Regions from separate parts of the Anser cygnoides genome. Here region 2 is linked to region 1. Evidence: chromatin contacts called from public Hi-C data. All regions are on one chromosome and are shown on one strand. Each heading gives the region's core, a stretch centred on a gene start, on an enhancer-like site or on the middle of the called end of the contact. The rest is flanking DNA. Distances are from core to core; before and after follow the strand shown.

The links. Hi-C and Micro-C count contacts between places; a contact is called where the count stands out from the background.
Region 2: a Hi-C map of liver shows a contact between it and region 1, with 2.1 times the contacts expected there. The contact joins the promoter of CLDN1 here to the promoter of CCDC50 in region 1. A contact is called at or near these places in 2 of 7 Hi-C or Micro-C datasets (both in liver).

Annotation. Positions count from the first base shown.
Region 1 is chr9:15,159,050-15,166,657 of Taihu_goose_T2T_genome, forward strand. It overlaps CCDC50 (coiled-coil domain containing 50), which reads right to left and starts at 3,410. Exons shown (of 12, transcript XM_048076682.2): 1 at 3,235-3,410. The coding sequence starts at 3,283. LOC125184413 (a long non-coding RNA gene) reads right to left here. Exons shown (of 3, transcript XR_007168377.2): 3 at 6,188-6,724.
Region 2 is chr9:15,426,599-15,434,206 of Taihu_goose_T2T_genome, forward strand. CLDN1 (claudin 1) reads left to right here and starts at 3,419. Exons shown (of 4, transcript XM_013199194.3): 1 at 3,419-3,743. The coding sequence starts at 3,521.

The DNA.
Region 1 (7,608 bases), core at 2,160-4,659:
GCCATCCAGCTCGCCTGAATTTTTCAGAGCACTTCTCAGAGGAAGTCGCAAAGCAGAGAGCTGTGACACTGCACATCATGCTCCATGAAAAAAACATCAGCTGGAGCCAAAGGGCACGGTGCAGGTGGCTTCACGGCGACCTGGCTGACCGTCAGCCGCTCTCACAGTTGTCCCGCTGACACCAGCTGATGTTGAACCCTTCCTTCACACGAGCACGGCTGACAGCTCACCCCTCAACACCACCCTCTTGAAAAATCCCACAGTGGAATCCATCCCCACACACTCCTCGCCAGATACCGTGCCAGCCATCAAAGCTTTCTGAACCCACTTGCATTCTGACAGATATCGAGTTCCTTCCCTCCACCGTCGTGTAGCTGAGCGCACACACACCGCGAGCCCTGCCGTAAGCCGATAAGGTCGGCAGTCTGTCCCTGGAGGTACCCGTCCGTCTGTTGCTTCCAGCCAGCGGGCTTTTGTCGCAGGAGTCTCAGTGAAGGTCAGGTTAAGCTGCAGGGGTCAGAGGGAAGGTGCTGTGCCTGGGAGGAAGATGGATGCTTACAGCAAACTTTTATTCCGTGTCTGCTAAAGCCAGCTAGTCTGCCTGTCCCCGAGGCTGCCTTGCCAATAAGTCCAGCCTCTCCTGTTTCCCTGTGGCAGCAGCTGGAGGTGCATCTTCTGCTTCCACGTTTGGGAAACAACCAGCAGCATTTTAAAGTTCGGATCAGGAGCTTCAGGAAGTCAAATTAGACAATAAATACAAGAAGCCATAAGGTGAGCATTGCTGCTGTGCCTCTCGCAGCGCAGGTGGGGGTGACAATTCGCCTTTGTCAGGACTGGAGCTTAAGTGGCAGCAGTGTGGCTGGGTTGACTGTAATTACTGGCACAGGCACGCTGCCTTTACGCTTTTTTAATGCTATTAAAAATAAAATCAAATAAAAACTTAAGCCGCTGCAATTTTCTTCAGTTCCAAAGAGCCAGGTACTGCCCGACCAGAGAGATCTCTCCTGCCCTGCCCCCTGACTCTCTTCTGTCTCCTCAGCAGTGTCAGACCAGCACCGAGATCAGGAGCACCGGGGTTTTCCCTGCCACCACCAACCACACGGGTAAGGGACTGAGCCTCAGCCTCGGCTGCCAGGTGGTCCTTCCACAAAGCACTGTCACTGACCTCAGCCCTTTGGCAAAGGCAGACAGGACCACAGATGGACCCCCCGGGGAGGGACAGGTCTGCACAGCTCCAGAATTACCTCCCCGGAGCTTCTCACACAGGGGCAGGGACACCTCCAGGTGCTGGGGCAAGGCACGGTGCTGAGCTGGGCTGCAGAGCTCATTTAAAGCAGGCAGAGAAGCCCTGCCCAAGCTTCACTTCATCGGAGCATAGGAGAGGAAAGACAGAGAGCAAGCAGAGCTCAAGCCAGTTTCTTTTACTCGCTTTATAAGTAACTAATTAAAATAATATTTCCAGGATGCTTTTGTCCCTGAAAGGCTCGCAAATTAGACCTCCAGTTAAAAAAAAAAAAAAAAAAGATTGACACACAGACAGCTGAGCGATCCCCCGGGGAGGGTCAAAAGAGCACGCGCCAAAGCTGCCTTGTGAAAAGAGAAAATGTCACAGGCACTTGAGAAGCAAGTGGAAATGCTGGCAGAGATGCTCAGCCCACATATTGCAACCACCACCAAAACCTTCAGCAAACGTCTTACAAGAGCTTTACTGACCACAGCGGTCAGAACATGAACTCTGCATGCCTGGAAAAAGCGGCTTGGTAACAGCAGGCTGCAGCAACAAGCTCTAGCTTACTCTGGGAGAGTGTTTTGAGGTTATATCTTACAGCAGTAAACTCCTGCCCACTAAGCAAACTGGACTGGCTGAAGTAGTTTTCACCAGCAAAGCTCCATCGACGTCACGCTTTCAGCTAATATAAATGCCTTTAAAAATAAAAAAATAAAGGAAGTAAGCACAAGTAGTAAGCACCTAGCCACAGTCATCGGATTTTCCCTGCCATCCTTGCAGGGAAACGACCCCGCCTGCAGAGCAGCTTTGGAGCCCACAACAAAGGAGCAGGACGACACTGTCGTGCAGCCGTCCCAGCCACCCCCGACCAGGGAGGAAAGCTGGACGTGGACAGACAGACAGACAGACAGCCCTCCAAAAGGGGAGCAAGTGAAGAACAAAGTACTGGAACCACAACAACGCAGCAGCACCGTGCTCAGTTGTTAATGAATGACTAAGCTGACCTTTGCCCAACACAGAGAAAGGGGATGTCTTTCCCGAAGGATCAACAGTGATTTCTGTATCGGGAGCAATAAATATCCCCCCAGGTACGGAAGGCGATGCTTTTCTTTCCTGCTTGGTGTTAACGCTGGGCACGACAGCACCTAATGCAAAGCATAGCTCGGATTCAACACTTCGCACGACAAAAGCAAACGATATCTCTGAGCTATGAGCACGAAACCCGCCTGAGGCTTTGCACAACGCAGCTCGGGCCTCACCTACTTTGCCCTCAGAGCTGCTGGGGACAGCAGGTTAATCCAAGCGCTATCGCGTATCAACAGCTCCCGTAGCAGGGCGCTCCTGAAACGCCATCCACGCTGCCCAGAGGTGTGAATTCACAGGGACGGGCTGAACTTCACCCCATCGCCACGCTTTCGTTCAGCATCAGCCGCCCCGACCGAGCGCGGCGAGCTCCCGCAAGCTGCAACTCAACGTTATCCGCCCGCTGCGGAGGTTAATTTAACCGGGTTAATTTCCTCGAGTAACCACGCCGGGCAGGCTCTAAGGATGAGCCCCTGGCAGCACCGAAACGACCGAGTGCGATTTCTCTGATGACCATTAACAATTTCGCTGATGACCCAACGGGGCCAACGCTAAGCCCTAAAAGTTCAGCAGGCAGCCGTGGGGTTTTGTCCACAAGCACTACGGGACGCGAGGGGTCAGCTCCCTGCACTAACACACACCCCTTCAGCTCCCGACTAGCCAAGTAGCCAAATTCAGGCTTAATTAAAATAAAAAATAAAAAGAAATTAGGAATAAATACACGAGCAGCAAGGGAAACAAGTTGGGGAACACGGGCTGCATGCGCATGGGTTGCAGAGCCAACCCTAGCCCTGACGGAGGGCGGGCTGGGCGGCCGGGAAGGGGCTGCAGGTGCCCCCCGGTGCCCCCCCGGTGTCCTCGGTCCGTCCCCGGTCCCCCCCGGAGCTCCCCCCGGCGGCACGGCGGGCTCGCCCCCGCCCTACCTTCCTTGACGCCGGGCAGCTTGGACTGGTCGATGCCGATCCCGGCCATGCTGCCCGCTCCGCTCCGCTCCGCCGCTCGGTGCCGCTCCGCGCCGCGCCCCGCCGCACCAAGCCGCCAGCGGCGGGCTCCGGCGGCAGCGGCCGTACGGGGCGGCGGAGGGGACAGAAAGGGCCGGGCCGGGCCGGGCCGGGCCGGGGGACGGGGCGGGGCGGGCCGGGGGGGCGGGGGCTGCCGCTGCCGCCCCTCTGCCGCCCGCGGCCTCCCCCTGCCTGCTGCGGCCGGGACCGGCGGGCGGCTGCCTCAGCCTGTCCCTTTTCCTTTTTTTTTTTTAATTCCTTTTTTCCCCCCTTTTCCCCCTCCTTTTATCTTGTTTCCCCTTTTTTCCCCTTTCTTATTTATTTATTTATTTTTCCTTTCATTATGTCTTATTTACTTCTTTATTTCTCTTCTCCTTTATTTATCTTCTCCTTTATTTCTTTTCTTCTTTATTTCTAAGACCCCTTCTATTTCCAGTCCCCTGCCATGGGCAGGGACCCCTCCCCCCAGCCCAGGCTGCCCCCAGCCCCACCCAGCCTGGCCTCGGGCACCTCCAGGGATGGGGCAGCCACAGCTCCTCGGGGCAGCCTGGGCCAGGGCCTCACCGCCCTCTGAGGGAAGAATTTCATCCTAATGTCTGATCTAAACTTACCCACTTTTAGTTTAAAGCCATTCCCCTTTGTCCTGTCACTCCCCAACAAAGAGTCCCTCCCCAGCTCTCCTGTAGCCCCCTGTAGGTACGGGAAGGGACAAAACAAGCTGAAAGCCTGAGGCGTTCACATTCACATGGCACCTTCAATACATCACAGCCAACGCTTGGACCCTGCATTCACAAACACGATCTTTAAGCTCTCGAGCCCAGTGATCCTCAGTTTTCCTCCGTGCACACAGCTCTTTGCTTTGTCTCCTGTAATGGATTTGTACCATCTTATCTAAGGCCAAAGCCAGCCGCTCAAATTAGTCAAGATTCCTGCAGTTCCTGGTTTCCACTATACAAATTATGTGGCTCCTCGTGCCTTCTCCAGCTCCCTTAATCAAGCAAACATGCTTCTTCTTGTGAGACCCTGCTGGGTGACAGCAGCGGGGCTGTGAGCTGTACTAGGGCCTGAGGAAACTTCAGGCTGACACCGTGCGTGGTGCTGAGGTCTTGGTGCTGGAAGCGAGGGGAACATCTCCAGAGCTCAGAAGGGCTCTCAGAGCCCAGAAGGGCTGGATCAGCCCCCCGTGAGGGGCAGCACGAGTAAAACCAGCGAGCAGCATCTCTCAGCGCCATTCCCCAGCACGGGGCCCTGCACACAGCATTTTCTTTGCCTTTGTGACATTGAACTTCTCACATCTTAGCTTGATCTGGGGACACTCAGATGAAACCTCTGAGGCTGGAAGATGGCATGAATTACGTGAAGACTACAGAAGGTTTCAAAGACCTACAAAAACATGAGAATGACCACAGGGGGCCTAGAGATGAGAGAGAATTAAGCAGGATCCAGGAAATGTGAAGCTAATGTGAAGCTGATGTGAAGCTAGCACCGCGGCACAATGAAGTTTTATGCTCCCAAAGGGCTCCTAATTGTGGTGGATCTCAGATCACCCTCCCGGCTCTCACTTGTGTCTAAAAGCTGCCGCCACCAGGCAAAAGCATGGAAGGTGTCCCTTCTGCTAGACTGACATGGGCTTTTCCTGTGCAAATTGTACAGCAGTTAGCTTGACAATAGACGTTGCAGTGGATAGATTAATCCCGATAAAGCTAGGAAAATAACCACTTTATTTAAGATAAGAAAACACTCCAGTCTTTTGTAAAAGAAAGAACTCGCACAAGAGCTTAATCTCATAGGAAGACAAGCCCATCTCATTTCCCAGGACAAAAGCAGCTGGGAAGCTGATCCAGAATTTGAGCTGAAGTGCACGGCACACGTTTAACTCCTTTTTCATGGAGCACCTTCATTTGGGAGGGATATTTGCAGAGCTTTAGTCCAACCTCTGGCTTCAAAATGTGATGGGCTTGCTCTGGGCCTTGACCAGGTGAGTTTTAAGGATCTCCAAGGCTGGAGATCGCATGACCGCTCTGAGCACTGTTCCACTCTTTTCTCATTGTGATTTTTCTCTTAAAAAACAGGTGGATTTCCCCACACTGCAGCCTGCAACTCCAGCCCCTTGTCCTTGCACCGTGCCCCATCTCTCTCTGTGGCAGACCCTGAGGACCAAGCACGCCACGACCAGAGGAACGTGGTCCATCAGACAGCTGCAGGCAGGGTCTCAGCGATGGCCGGGACTGTGCTACTGGGCAAGTCTCAGTCCCCAGGGAGCCCAGGCACTGCCCCAAACAGCAGACATGTCATCCTGGGGCACCACACAATGCCCTCCCAGCCCTCCGCGTGCTCCTGAAGGGATGTGTGATGCACAGACTGGAACTATTAAAAACAGCTAAAAGCAACGCCATCTGGACTGGCCCCGAGAAAAGCCACAGTGAGATTTTGGGGGCGGGAGCTGCTAGGGCCAGGAGCTGGGAGCACCTTGTGCTGCTCCGTTCCTTCTGCAGGCCAAGAGACACAATTCTGTGCTCGCTTCTTAAATAAACCAGGCACTGCTCCAAGTGTCATGCTGTCATTTTAGGTCAGCAGGATAACAACTGTGAAATAAATTGGGCCTCATCAAGATGTTCGCTTTCACCAGAACAGGCTTTGTTAAAGTTTCCCTAATGGCTGCAAGGCTAACCCTGACTGATGAGGCTGTTGTGGGGGCAGACAGAAGATAATGATGCTACAGGCAGGAACGTGTGTGTCAGTTACTGGTCAATGCAAAGGGATGGAAAAAACGGTTCTAGGTGTTTCGTGATATCAGATGCCATACAAACCTGTGTCCAAAACCCATAAGGGTTTTCCAACTGAGCAAAGATGCACTTTAGGAGAGATTTCAAGTCCTGTGCCAGAAAGGGCTGATGAGAGGAAGCAACGTTACAGCACTTGGCAAGGAGCAACAAGAAGCAGGTGTGCAATTTCCATAGGTAGCTGAAGGGTTCAATTCAGGCTCCCTGGAGGAAAAGTGGAGCAGAAGCCTGCAAGGATTAGGGTATTATAAAACAAAGCACGCCAGGGGTTATAAATGGAGTGATTGCAACAGAAGAGCAAAGGAAACAAAATCCGTGCTTACGTGTAACATAATGGGAGGCAGCAGGAAAATCGTGAGCTGTGCACTTGCAGGGCTTCTGCTGACTTTCCAGTTGTAGAGAGAACCCATACAACGAGAAGTCAGGTATAATGCTGCTCACAGCTCAGCTACACGCACAGATCAGATGTTTGCACAGGCTGCCCAGGAAACTGCAATGTGCAAATGAGCTCGGCATCTGTGCCCGCAATTTTACATATGCATTTGCAAGGGTAGTAGTTCACCCCCAGCCCCAGTGAAGCAGTTAAGTTTCACATCAGCAAAAGAGACCAAAAGCGTTCCAAAATTCTCCTGCAACGAAGAAAGTGAGAAGTAATACTAAAACTGGTGGATTTACCGCTTTTCCCTCATCTGCTGTGCATCATGCTCTTTCATTTACTCTTACAGGTCAGAAGAACAGAAACCCCCAGAACAGATATTTGTTCTTCTCTTTGTGCTCCGCAGGGAGCTGCCTGCAAGCCTGCACAACAGAGGCATAAGCAACCTAATAAAAGTGGCAGGTAGTGGGGAAGCCCCTTGGCCTACCATCAGTTATTCAGGCACTACGTCCTGAATGAAATTCAACACTGATGTTGTCGGAAGAACTTTGGTGTGGGCTGAAGTCAGTGCAGCTCTCATGTGGCACCAAGCTTGCTATATTCCACTGTAAACAACTGCTGAATTTACCTAAGATCACCTTTTGATTTCCACCCTCCCATCCTTTGCTGGTTAGAAAAAAATAAAATAAATCTTGTGTTATCACTTCTGCCAGCCTTGATTTCCAAGGCCACTTCTAGGGCTTTGTGATGTGAGGAACGGATAGACCCTCAAATCTCAGTGGTATCCCTCATTTCAAGTCATGATTTTATATATACAAGTTTACATCCACAAAGCATTGATGTTCGCTCAACGAAACACATTTTGCATGTGCAGGAGCTACCAGAGAGTCTCAGGAGCCCTGTGTGCAAATGGCAAGCTAGGTAAGAAGAGAGACTCTCAGAAATGCAAGTATTATGATTGCCTATGCAAATTTCCTCAAAATAAAACAGATATATTTACCCTACAAGACCTCCCCTGGGTGACCATTAGTGAGAACATTTTCCAAAAAAAAAAATACCAACACAAAAAACAAGTAATGTTTCTCAATAAGTCAAAAGGCCATATAATGTAAACTGAGATGAGGAAGAGGGTGAAAG
Region 2 (7,608 bases), core at 2,169-4,668, 270 kb after region 1:
GCTGTTCCCTCGCCCTGCCACTGGCTGTCACCAGACACAGCGGGCTGGTTGATGTTTGATTCCCACTTTCTGATCCAGATGTGGAGTTCATGTCTTTGCTCTGAAACCTGGTCCGTGCAGCTGTGTCTGCTCTGCACACCTGCAAGTCCTTCCCCGAGAAATATCTCACAGAAAAGGAAACCAGGCTTCTCACCTGCAAGTCCTGGCAAGCGTTAAACCTTGTTTTTGCCAGAAGAGGAAATGGGTATCATTAACTACCCACAGAGCACAAATCTCTGCTGAGCATGAATGTGAGGCTGCTCCTCTGCCTGACACCACCCAAGGGAACAAAACATGACCACGGCGTTAAGCATTTGCTCAGCACAGAACAACACAGCATGTATGTAGCAGGAGGAAAATCTCTATGAACAATTAGAGCAGTCTGTCTACTTGCAGACTAAAACTTTGCAGTCGGATCTTGGTAACTATCTATATACATGTACTTTAGCATCTTCGCACTTGATGCTGCTTTTGTAAAGAAGGAAGAATGAAGACTCACCTGTTTATCTAAGAACAGATCAGTCACTAAAGACCGACAGTGCAGACCTCTTGCCTAGAGAATACAGAGGATATTGCAACATCTTGGATAAAACCAGGTATTTCAGCTGAGATTAAGGATGTGAAGGCATGGTATTTCCTTAGAAGCCAGGTAGAAAAAACTGGTGCTAGCATGTGAAAACTCTTAGGGACCTTCAGTGAAAAAAAATAATCCTAGGCAGAGGAGGAAAGACAGTGACTATTAAGTAAAGAGGATGTATATTTTGCCCATTGAACCACTGCAGAAAATCATTTGAAGAAAAGAAAGAAGATATTTCATGTCTTAAATTAAAGAAGGAAGGCCAGAAGAGAAGACCTGATGATTTTAGCAATGCTGTAAAATTCTCAGCAAATTCCAGAGTGCTGAGAACACTGATGAGTGATGAAGGGGGAAAGCACAGTTTCAGTGCTTTATCTTGATCTGTAAATTCCTTGTGATGTCCACAGAAAGAGTTGCTGGGTTTTGAAATCTTTCATGAAATGTGACTAAGAAGTATCAACTTCAGATTGACCCTGGAAAGCAAAATGTAAATCAGGAGGCCAAGAGCACATGGCTATACCCCAGTATGGCCTTACATCAGCTTTTTTCAACTTAACTCTCTCATGCATTCACCCAGTAGCACTGCTCAGTGCAATACCTGTTGGGGATGGAGGTGCAATGGGACCCCACACAGCCCCTCAGACACACACATCCAGGCAGCTGCAGGCTCTAACCCCACAGCCCCCCTCGCAGAGTAAGGCTGTCTTCAGTCTAAGTTCCACGGCCTTCTGGAAGGGGAAAAAACTGAGGACTCATGGTGCCCTACCGTACGTCCAAGCAGTCAGACTCATGCTACAGACAGGTTTGGCACAAATTGGCCCAAAAGTGCCATCAGGACACACACGGAGCCCAGCTTTTCCCAAGTACAGATTGCAGCCCTTCAAGGAGCCAGCAGCACGGTCAGAGTGCTACCTGACAAAGCCCATGTCTTTATGCACACTACATGCATCTCCTCAGGCCCACGCTTGATGTCCCTCCTGGTGCAAGTGCAGCCTGATTGTTGGCACCCAGGGATCCTCCTCTTGTGTTCCTATAAGCTCCAGTAGAAACTCCAAGTCCTTCCCCCACAGAACTTCCTACCAGCTGCTTGGAGCCTGTAGCCAAAGGTACTTAGCCTGCTAGAAGCATCTCGAACTTGTCCCCCTGTCCAGAGCTGCCCTCAGCTGCAGGAGTCAGCAGGGAGGTGGCAGGATGGTCAGGAGTGGGGTGAGTCAGTTCAGGGCTGTGAAGCACCTAGGAACAGTACACAGTCCTTTGCAGACAGACGTTATCAGGCTGATATGACTACCCAGACATCAATGATCAAATCCAGACACTTCTAACCCTGCTCTCCTCGGGTTAGCGTGGGTTTCTGCTGTGCCTCTTCATCAGGCAAGGGGCTGCTTCTCCCAGGGAGCAGCTCCAGGAGCCAGCACCTCCCTGGGTTTTCTGCTCCCTGTAGCAGGGTTTTGATGAACGTGCAGAGTGATGCAGCTACTTTGTTCCCTCTTCTTTGCCAAGGAAAACTTTGCTGTTTCCCTCTTCTTCACTCCCAAACCTACAAAACCGGGGCCCACAGAGACCCAGAAAAACACCATTCCTTCAGCTACAGAATCATAGCTGCCTAATTCCTTTGCGAGTGAAAAACGACAGGACTGGAAAAGTTTGCTACCGAGTAACAAGGCTCGATTTCATCACAGCAGTGCTGCTGCTGCGCAGAAGCCGGGGACCGTCAGCTGCAAGTGCTTTGAGAGCAAGCCAGCCTGGCTTTGTCCCTGCCCGGTGCGGTCAGATTGCAGTAGCTTTTCTCCCCTTTGACCCCCCCATCGTTGCGCAGTACTGGTCAGGTAATCACGAGCCTGTTTGTTTGTCTGTTTGCAAACCCCAGGAAGCAGCTCCAGCAAAATCTCCTAAGTCATCAGAACGCACTAAACCACGGTGTCAAAACAATACAACCCCATCCCCACCTCCAGCAGGACCTTTATCAGTAATTATCACCTGTTTATTTCACAGCCCCGAATTACAGCAGGTCCAGGCTGAACGGGCCCTCCATCCAGCCCAGGGTTACAGGCAGGCAGCACCACCCAGCCCCGCCATGTGCACCTCTCCAAAGGAGACACTATTTCCTCACCCCACCTGTTCTCAGTATTCAAATACTCATGTAGGAGAAAGGGAAACTATAGCAGCCAGACAAATACATGCTTGAGAAAGAGGACTCTCCTTCCTGGTCTGTAATCCCCTTGTTCAATAAACCTTTTTAAGTCACTGGGCTCACTGAGGCGTTCAAAAAGTGAAATTTCTGCTTTAGGAGAAACCCAGTAATGCCAAGAGGCACAGCACGTGGTCCCTACTGAAATGGCAGACCCCAGACTTTGGGTTGAGGGTCTCGGCAGCATTTGTACCCAGATGACAAGGGTTTGGTCAGTTGCCTCCTGGCAAGCCCTTTAAAATCAGAGAATTTCCAGTGCTTCCCCCTCAGCAGTCTATTCCCACACGTGCTCTGTGCCCAGTGGGAAATTCCCCCCACCTTTACATCACGTTGGCAGCACTGGGGTGGCGCGGGGACGGGACACGAGTGGGGTGAGCGGCACAGCCCACCTCCCCCTGCCCCATTCCCCACCGAAACCACCCGACTGCGGAGGGCACCGGAGGCGGCTTCACACCCCGGGGACCCCCAGCAGTAAGCGACGGGGACACCCACGAACACAACCAGCGCACCCCTGGGGGCTGGGGGGGGGGGTGGCCGAGGTGTCCCACGCCGGGCCGGGGCGGGGCCGCCAGGGGGCGCTTTTTGCGCGGCTTTAAAAGTTGCGCGGGGCGCTGCGCGGGTGCCAGTGCGCTGCGCGGAGCCGGCTGCGCTCTCCTGCGTGTCCCCCCCCCCCTCCGCTGTCACCCTCCGCAGGTGCGGAGCAGCCCCGCGTAGATATGGCCAGCGGGGGTCTGCAGCTCCTGGGCTTCGTGCTGGCTTTCCTGGGCTGGATCGGCATCATCATCAGCACCGCCATGCCCCAGTGGAAGATGGCATCCTACGCGGGGGACAACATCGTGACGGCCCAGGCGCTCTACGAGGGGCTGTGGATGTCGTGCGCCATGCAGAGCACGGGGCAGATCCAGTGCAAGGTGTACGACTCGCTGCTCAAGCTGGAGAGTAAGTCGGGGCGGGGGTACGGGGGCTGCCCGGCCGCGTCCCGTCGGGGTTTTGGCGTTTAGGAGCTGCGGGGTGCCCGTCCCGTCGGGGTCACCCCCTGTACCCCGATGACCCTCCGGTAGGGGATGAGGGTGCCGGTCCCATCGGGTCGTTCCTCCCGCCTTAAGCCCTGGCTGGTCTTGTCGGGGCTCGGGTTGAAGCGGTGGGACCGGGGGTGCCGGACCCGTTGGGTCCCCCCACCCTATGCCCGCCCCGTGGTGTGCCGTCGGGTTCGCCCCTCCGGCTCCTATTGCCGCCGGTGCTCGGCCGGGAGCTGGTCTCAAGGTGCCTCTGCCCTGTTGAAGCCCCCCCACATCCCCACCTGTCCATTGGGGGGGTGACGGTGGGGGCTGGGGGTGTCCCAGCCCGCCGGGAGACCCTTCCATCCACGCTGCCCTCCCCGTCGGGGCTCCGCAGCGCCCGGCACCGGGGGGTAGGCAGCACCTGGGCGGGGGAGCCGGGACCGTCCCGCAGCCCACCAAAAAAACTTCGGGAAAGTGTGTGTGGGGGGGTGGGTATCGGGTCCTCCACGCGTGTCTGGGGAAGCGCCGTGGTTGCAAGAGCTTTAGGAAGGCACTCTGGCAGGGGCTGTCTTTGTTCGGGTACGGCTCAGCAGCGAGCAAAGCTCGAGAAAACAGCGATGAAGTTGTCTATTCAGCACGGATCCTTTTTTTATTTCTTTTTTGTTTCTATTTTTTTTTTGTGTTTGACTGTTAGGTTTTGCTGCACTCTTGTACGGGATAATTTTGTTCTCTGGGAAAGCCACTTTTTCTCCTGTGACTTTTTTTTATTATTATTTGCTTTAAGCAAAGAGCTGGCAGGTGAGCTGGGTTCCAGCCCGGCAGATTTTAGGCAGGTTGGCCCATCCAGGTGATCGCAGGGGCTCTGCTCCCATCCGGAGGTGCCGAAGCAGGGCCAGCAGCCTGCTGTTGGGGCGGCACTTGGGGGTCCTCACTGAGCTGCCCCCATCTCGGCTGGCTCCAGGGCTCGCAGCGCTACAGCACTTGCTCAGACCTTAACTTACGCTGACACCCAAAGGGGTTAAAAAATAAGTCCTTTCCCAATCTCCCTCCCTTCATTCCCCGTCCAATAAGGACACACCAGTGAGGTCAGTGTGTCCTGGAACATCAGCCTTCTCCCTCCCTAATTAATAAAATAGTAATTATCAGCTTGGTCACCTTCTTTCCCAGAGGAACGAGCACGCAGTTTCGCATACGCCGCAGAGGGACCATTGGGAGTGTCCCCAAGGCCGATTGCCACCAGCCCTTGCCCAGTGTCGGAGCGGAGCTGGCCGCCCTGGCCCCACCTGCACTGCTATCCCACATCGGTCCCTCCCGTTCAGCCCCCGTGGGCCCTGCAGCAGCAGGTGGAGGTGCAAATTACTCCCTCGGGAGCACGGTGCACCCATTTCACACCGACAGGGTGCGGGGCTGCGGATAATCAGGGCTGGGCTGAGCACAGGCTCTGGGGTGGTGGAGCGGTAATTATGTGTAAGCTCAGCTTCCAGCCTTTTATCTCGCTCTGGGGGTGGGGGGCCAAGATGCCAGCAGGGCTGAGGAATCTCCAGCCACCCCCTGGATCAGTTGCGAAAGGTAAACTCGCCTGGGGGGCTGTGGCTGCAGCCCATTGTGCTGTAAATGAAACCTGCCTGTAGAACCAGACCCAAGCCTTGCCTGACTCCCGAAAACCTGCCCGAGGACCTCCAGACCTGCCCCATTGAGGGCTGAGTGCTGAACGGCAGCTGCTCCCTTCACCTTTGTTCTGCGGACAATGAAGGCTCCTCCAAGGCTACAGGGGAGGTGTGAGGTGCTGGGGACTGAGCCTGAGCTGTTAACGGCCTTTTATCCCCTTACAGAGCCCCTGGCCCTACGGGGGGGCTGAACATTCACATAAGAAATATGGAAGTAGCAGGGGATGCTTGCTTGCTTGGGAAAGTCGGCAAAAGTTTTAAAATACTCCTTTTGCTTTTGGCACCCCTGCTTTGGCAGGCTGTGCCCTTTCCACTTCAAGGCACTCGTGCCTCCTGACATACACCTTCTCTGTTTTCCCTGCCTGTCCTCCCCTCAAGGGTTTTGTGCAGCCACAAAGGATTGGGCAGTGACAGTAATGCTGTTTGGGCTGGAGGTATGACACCCCCCAGCTTTTACCCAATTCAGCAGCCGTGCCCTGGGACAGGTGTGCAGTAAGAGCTCCCTTACTGCTTTTGGTTTAGGTTGTGGTCGTACAGCTACGAGGGCAGGGAAACTTCTGGCTGGCTGTGCCTTTCTGCCAGGGCTTCACGTGCCCTAAGTGCCCCAAGCCAGGTGTCCAGAGCCTTGTGCACTGATGGGAGAGGTGCACACAGATCCTCCAACGATTTTATTTCCCTGTAAAAAAAGGCTGAGTCTCCTCACCTGCAGTAATTCATGGTCATGGGAACAGTAAAAAAAAAAAAAAATTTGCCAGTGAGCTCTTGGATACTTGTTAGCTATTGCCACTTCACTAGATACATCCATGTTGGCTTGGGCTGATGCTGCATGTCTGAGATGGGGTTGGCACAAGGTTGAGAGGCACCGTTAGCCACCTGAGGGGCCTTTGGCTCCATGTGTGGCCACGCTGCTGGAGTGCACCCATGCTGGCTCTTCTCCCACAGCTGCATTCAGCTGAGGGCTTATGTCAGGCCGGGACGTGCTCCTATTCAAGCTGTGTTTTGCTGGCTTGGGGGAAAAAAGCGTGGCCACATGCAGGCACAGAGGCACAAAAGCCACCCTTGCAACCAGGCTTTGTTGCCCAGCCTCAGCATTGTTCTTGCAGCCCTCCAGCATCGTCCATGGAGCTAGCTCAGCTTTGTGCTCCTCCAGGGTCTCGGGAATGGGACCAGCCAGGAGGGACAGGGGCTCCTGCTGTCTGTCTTTGGAAGTTCTCAGCACTGTCTGACCACTTATGTTCAAAGCAGGGGATGTTCAGTGTCCTGTTTAGGCTGTTTCAGCTGCAGATACTCATCGCCCTGGTTGATGGTGTTGGTTGGAGATGTTCTGTGCTTGAGACAAGCTGAGACTCATCTACTACTTCATCACCAAACCTAGCACATCCACAATGAGCGTTTGTGCCCTAGCTCAGAAAATAAACAAGGGTTTGGATGCCCTCTGGGTCAAACAACATCGTGGAAATATGAAATCTTCCCTCCTACATCTTTACCACCCTGGCTGAGCCTGTTCCCGGAGTTGGGGAAAGGATGGGGGGAGTGAGGGGGAGGGAGGAAGGTTCATCCTCAGGCTGCTGTTGGTGATGGTGGGGGAGCTGGGAGGTTGGCCTTTCGGTTAGCAGGAGGGACAAATGTGTCCTAATCACTTGTCACCCCTCTTCATCTGGAGTAAGCAGGTAGAACCTGATAGTATGTGTGCTTTCATGTGGGTTAAGGGTTAATTTGCTCCAGTGTTTCTCAATCCCTGTTCCTGCCTCACGAAAAATTGTGATCGAGTGATAAAGCAGTCTCATTTGTGCTGTGCTTTGACAAGGTAGAGGGTTACTTGGAATGCCACCGAGGCTGTTCCTGTTCTGTGCAGTGTTCTCTCTGTAGAGGGGACAGGAGTCTGTTGCAATACACTGGCTTTACTGCTCTACAAGCAGCTTCTGCTAAGCAGCTTTTGTGGTTACTGTTAGTCCCTCACTAAATCTCTCAGCAAGGAAATTTGCAGGTTTTGTAGAAAAACAGACTGCCCAGGTCTCCTCTGACCACTAATCTGGAAGTGGTGGTGCTGTGTTCCCTTACTCATAAGCTTTCTCTGCTGTTTGAGTGAATGCAGGAGGGCACTGAACCGTGCTTGCTTTGGGGCAGGCAGAGTGC